Regions from separate parts of the Mus musculus genome. Here region 1 is linked to region 2. Evidence: chromatin contacts called from public promoter capture Hi-C data. All regions are on one chromosome and are shown on one strand. Each heading gives the region's core, a stretch centred on a gene start, on an enhancer-like site or on the middle of the called end of the contact. The rest is flanking DNA. Distances are from core to core; before and after follow the strand shown.

Region 1 (2,700 bases), core at 163-2,662, 3.2 Mb after region 2:
TCTGACAGAGATGTGCTATAACCAGCTGTTTGGTTCGCACACAGGAAGCCAGAGAAGGGAATACCATGTTCAGAGCCTCTAAATAATATGCGTTAGTTAAGAACTGCCTGCCTGCTACTAAACCAGAATTATTCAAGCAGAGACCCATTTGTCACAATCCAATCATAAGGGTTCCACCAGCCCTCCCCCAACTGCTTGTGTAGTGGTATATGTGCTTCAGTAAAGGAGCCATCATCAGGTAAAGATTGGGGTGGGAGAAAAAGCGGGGGAAAGGGGGCACCCTTTCATCTAATTTCGCGAGGCATGAGTAATTGGTACAGTTGAGAGGAACGATGGAACGTTCTATTTATTGGAGGTTGGGGTGGGATGGGGGGTGGGTGGGAGGAGAATTTCGTTTAAATCAACATGGCCAGCAAGATGTCCCTAACAAACAAAAGGCAACGGGGGATATAAACACGAACCATTCACCTCCATCAGCTATAGCATCGCCATCATGGTGTGTTTAGAGACCCCCAAGGCTGCTCTCATCTGCCACACCAGAGACAGCAAGAGTGCAGAGAGGTGGCTGCATCCCCACCACCGCTCCCAAAAGCACACTCTTTCAATGGGTTGCTCCCCACCACCACACACACACCCTCCCCGGTGGCCCGAAATCAAGAGAGAAACAGTAACGTCCCGCCCGGGCAGACTCCCCCTGCAACCCTTTAGCCGAACCCCCAACGCCGGCTCCGGGCTCGCTAAACTTTCCAAGAGCTTCTCCCTCGTATTCCCTAGCCGATTGCCCCGGGATCGCGCATTCCCTCTGGCCGGGCACCCATTGACAGGCGGGCGGGCAGCGGCGGCAAGCGAGGCGGGGGCGCCTGGGCGCCGCGGAGGGGCGGGGCGGCCGGAGCCAAGTTCCCGGGGGTCCGAGCGCTGCGCCTGACAGGAGCCCGGGACGGCGAAAGAGGAAGAGGAAGCGGCAGCGGGGCAGTTTTCCCGATCCCCCTCTTCCCAGAGCAGCCTACACCCCCCCACCCCCTGGCTGCCCATGGGGGGGGGGGGGGGAGGCGGGCTGCAAGGTAAGGCACCCAGGCCCCGGGGACCGCCGCTGCCGCCACGTCCCGACTCACTCTCTCTTCGCCCCGCCACCCCCGCCAGAGGCGCCCACAACAATAACACGCCGGGGACGACCCGTCAGCGCCCCCGAGGCACCCGGGGCCCACGGCCCGCCGCAGCCAGGCCCCCTCCACTAAGGCCCGGAGCGCCTCTCCCGCCTACAACTCCAGACTCGGGTGGAGCCCGGCCCGAGCGGGCCCCCCAGGGTCCGACCCATCCCCCCGGCAGCCGCGGCGCCGTCTCCGCGGCCGAATATTAGAAGTGAATTCGAGCTGCGCTTTACCTTTAGTTCCGCACTGTCCGCCATCTTGCGTCTGTCAGCGCAAGCGCAATGAAGCTCGCCGGGGGCCGCGCTGGAACCTCCCCTCTAGCGGACTTGACTCCGCCTCCACCCCGCCCCTCAGCCTTCCCGCTCCGCCCCTGGCCTCCGCCCCACTCCAGGAGCTCGCTGCCCCGCCCCGGGCACGCACAGCTGCGAGACCCACACGCACTATTTAAATAATGGCGCCAAGCGGGAGTTTGACAGTTACTACCCCCTCGGCCTCCCCGCCCCCACACTGGCCGAGCCAGTAGCGCCCAGGGAAGAGGCCACATCTGGGGAGGTGTTGGCCTCAGTCTCATCCTTCGGCTGCCCTCTGAGCCCCAGTTGACTGAAGCCACGGCGCGCCCCCATGCGCAAGATGCGTTCTGCACCTGTACCCTACCCAGCTGCCGGTCGATCACAACTAGCCAATTAGTCAGTTTTGTCTAAGGAGAATTTGACGAAGCGTTTCTGGGTTTACGCAGATCCTCATGATGAGGCAGTTAGGCCAAAAAAGAAAAAAAAAAAAAAATATATATATATATATATATATCATTCCCATGGTATCTTTTCCGAAATAAAAGCTCTGAGGGGAAAAAGGGACTCTCCTAAACAGCATTTAACAGTAGTAGCTAAGGCAAATTCTGAAGACATTTATTCATCGCGTCACCCTGGGTAGTCAGAAATTAGAGAAGATCCCTGACCTGTCGCTCATGGGGTACAGATCTGTGAACTATTAAGATATAATTACTAATGGTGATGAACAGCATAGAGATTAAAAGGCTCACCAAGAGAAAAATGGATTGGGGGGGGTGGGGTGTGCTTAATCCCAGAAGGGTTTTCTTCACCTACATTGATATTTAGACTTACTCCTATCTACTAAAAGCTTCCTTCAAAACCCCAGCCTTTTTTAACTGATCAACTTTTTACTATCAAAATCCTCTTAACATTTGGGTTACTCTGAATTCAAGAAGGCCAGGTCCTGACCAGTGACCTGGATTATTTCACTCCCACATGCCCACATGTTTTACTCCAGTATCTTTATAGTTCCAACCCCCTTTCTTCAAGGAATCATTTTCATCAGCATATAAACATAACCAAAATTCCTTACTTAAATTTATGCTTCCTCTGGATCCAAAATTACCTTCAATGGGTACTCTATTTCTCCGCTTTCTTCACTGAATAAATTCACAAACAAGACTTCATTTTTCTACAAGTACTTGTTCCCATTTCTTCAGTGGCATTACCTCCAAACCTATCCTGAGGCAGCTCCACTGCCTGCCCTATCTTGAGCTCTCATC
Region 2 (2,700 bases), core at 181-2,680:
GGCTTCCCTTCTCTCAGTTCCCAGAGCAGTCATTTAATTCTTTCAGTCTTCTGCTAAAGCTTCTCATCTTATCTTCAATTCTTTCTCGTCAAAGGATTCCTGCTTTTAAGGTTTGGAAATCAACTCCCTCAGCTTCTTGTCTATTCACACCACTCATCGCTCCTGTGTAGCTTGCTGGACTCTACCCTTAACATTAGTCATCTAGTGAGCTATAGTTTGTTGGAGGGGTATTAGTTTTACTTAAAAAAAGAAAAAAAAAAAAGCATCCTAGGTGATTCTAATGGACGGACAAGCTCGTGTTCTCCTGCTGTTTTTCTCTTCTCTACCCCTCCTCACCCTTAGTCATTCACTTTCAGGTTCCATGGCTCACCCTTCACTCACCCATCACGCCCCGACCTCCCCAAGTCAGGACTGACCCAGAGCCCAGAATCTAGTGCTTGTTCTACTCACTGAGCTAAACTTCACTTTATTCTTTGAGGCAAGGTTTCACTATGTATCCCCTGCTAGCCTGAAACTCGGCGTGTACTACCATATCTGCTTTTTTTTTTTTTTTTTTTTTTTTTTTTAAAATTGGCTCAGACTGGCTTCCCACTTGGAGATCTAGCTGCCTTATTCTTTCAGGAGCTAACAGGCCAGCCATCCCAGGCAATCAGCCATCTTCAAAAACAGCCTTTGCACCTGCATCTGATTATTTCTTGCACTTGTTATAGTTAAGTTTCCCCCGCCTTGTGATCAAGATTGGCCTTAAATTCACTCGCCACATAGTCTAGTTGTTTCAAATGGAAGTCTACCTGCGCGGTTTTTACTAGGTATATGCCAATCCTCTTGCTTTTTACTCTTAGGTTGTTTGTCACATGCCTTTGTACTAGCCTTTCTCTACTCCCATTTTCTTTCTGGCCAGTTTCGGTCCACCAAGGTTTTAACACGAGTTCTCCACAGGCCTGAAAGTCATTTGGGAAAAGTCCTCTTCTGCAATCAAGGACCCCCCCCCCCCCACTCCCCCGTTTGTGTTCAGCTCATCCCGTGTTATTTTACTGTGTTACCATTGCGGATTCTTTGTTTCCTACATCACAGCACTTCAAAAGAGCGGATATTTTTTCATTTTCTTCTAATATTCTGGATTTTACAGCATAGAAACAACTCAGTGAAAAGTCTGTGGAATGAATGGAAAGAAATACTTGGCCACGGGGGCGGGAACAAGTGGGGGGAGGGGCGTGCGTGTGTGGAAAAGGGGCGGCGCTGAGAATCCAGCTGCAGAATGAGGAAGGGGCTCGGACACACTAGAGTCTGCGTGGAGCGCAAAGCGATCCACTGCTTCCAAAAACTGAGACAAACCTAAGTAGGGAGGAGGCGTCTTACCTATTCCTCAGGCCTCACCAACCCAACCAGCCTTCAGGGAGCTCTGTACTGGCCGGAAAGTGAGACTTAAGGTCGTAATCCCAGAGTTTGCCTTTCCAACCTTACGACGTTTTTATGTAGTAATCGAGAATCTAACACGGAGGTCTCAGCCCTGCCGTAAAGTGAAGAAGGAATGGGGAGGCGGGGCCATTCGGAGGGTGGAAAATAGGCGTGTCCGCGCAAGCGCAGGCAGCCCGCTCCAGCAGCGTCACGTGCGGAGGCGGGGCCGGGCGGGGCTGTCCGGGGCTTGGCAGCAGGGGGCGTGGGAGGTAAGTGCGCGCGCGCCTGCTCGGCTGCTGCTGGAGAGCCGCGCGGGGCGGGGCCGCGTGAGCGGGGTCGGGGGCGCGCAGGCCTGAGAGGACTGGGGACGCAGAGGCAGTTGGCGGTGGCCGTCGGAAAGTCCTGGCAGGACGGGGAGGGACTGCGGCGGAGATACCGGTCCCCGGGCAAAAGCAGGGACCGCGGTTTAGCTTCCAACGCGTGCTCTCTGGGCGGGGTGCGGCGGGGGATGTGCCTGCCCAGTCCGGGCGGAGTCTCTCTGACAGGGCGGGGGATGCGCGGCCGCCGCTCTCTCGGACCCTGAGGCGACTGGGCCCACCCTCGCGGAACCCTCCTACCCCCCGGCGGCCTCGGCCTCTGCTTTCTCCTTCTGACCCTGGAAACCGAGCTGGGGAAGCGGCTACCGCCGAAGAGGAAGGGGCTGTGGTGGCCACCGCGGCGCAGCCAGAGGTAAGACCCGCCCCAGCACCCAGCGGCCCTGCCGCCTGGCCTGGCCCGGCCCACGTCTCCCGCTCGGCTCTTTGGCTCCCGGAGGGCTGCCCCGCCCCGCCCCGGCGGAGACGCCCCGCCAGCAGCTCTGCCCCTAAAGCCTAGCAATCGCCGGAGTACCGCCGGGATTCCACCCCCAGACTCGACTCTCCCGTACCTTTCATTGACCAGACACCATTCTGTCCACCAGTAGCCGCGGCGCTTCTGTCACTGGCCCCCTTCCACCTCCTGCTAGAACCTCTTTAGACCCTCTTTAGGACTCTGACTGGAACCTCTAGACACCGTTATGTCGGAGCGGATCCTTGTCTGGGAACCAAGGCCACTACTGCTTCCTAATGCATTGCTACGTCCCAGATCTTTGGGTATCCTACGAGTCATCGCTACCCGAGCTTTCATAGGGACCCTCACGCAGCTTACTTCCAGTCAGGTTTGCTAGGTTTTCCCCCTACCCATACGAGCTTTCAGATAGCCCAATGTCATGATGCTCTTACCTAGTAGGTCTCCGGTTAGCCCTTCAAATCACCATCAGAGTGC

The links. Promoter capture Hi-C pulls out the DNA fragments that hold promoters and counts their contacts.
Region 1: a contact with region 2 is called in a promoter capture Hi-C map of erythroid cells, with 17 times the contacts expected there. The contact joins the promoter of Pias1 here to the promoter of Senp8 in region 2. A contact is called at or near these places in 2 of 39 promoter capture datasets (erythroid cells and pre-B cells).

What each region holds. Positions count from the first base shown.
Region 1 is chr9:62,979,467-62,982,166 of GRCm38.p6, forward strand. It overlaps Pias1 (protein inhibitor of activated STAT 1), which reads right to left and starts at 1,413. Exons shown (of 14, transcript NM_019663.3): 1 at 1,382-1,413. The coding sequence starts at 1,405. Gm35574 (a long non-coding RNA gene) reads left to right here and starts at 1,048. Exons shown (of 6, transcript XR_379535.2): 1 at 1,048-1,061.
Region 2 is chr9:59,749,219-59,751,918 of GRCm38.p6, forward strand. Senp8 (SUMO/sentrin specific peptidase 8) reads right to left here and starts at 1,431. Exons shown (of 2, transcript NM_027838.3): 1 at 1,360-1,431. It overlaps Myo9a (myosin IXa), which reads left to right and starts at 1,956. Exons shown (of 44, transcript NM_173018.2): 1 at 1,956-2,127.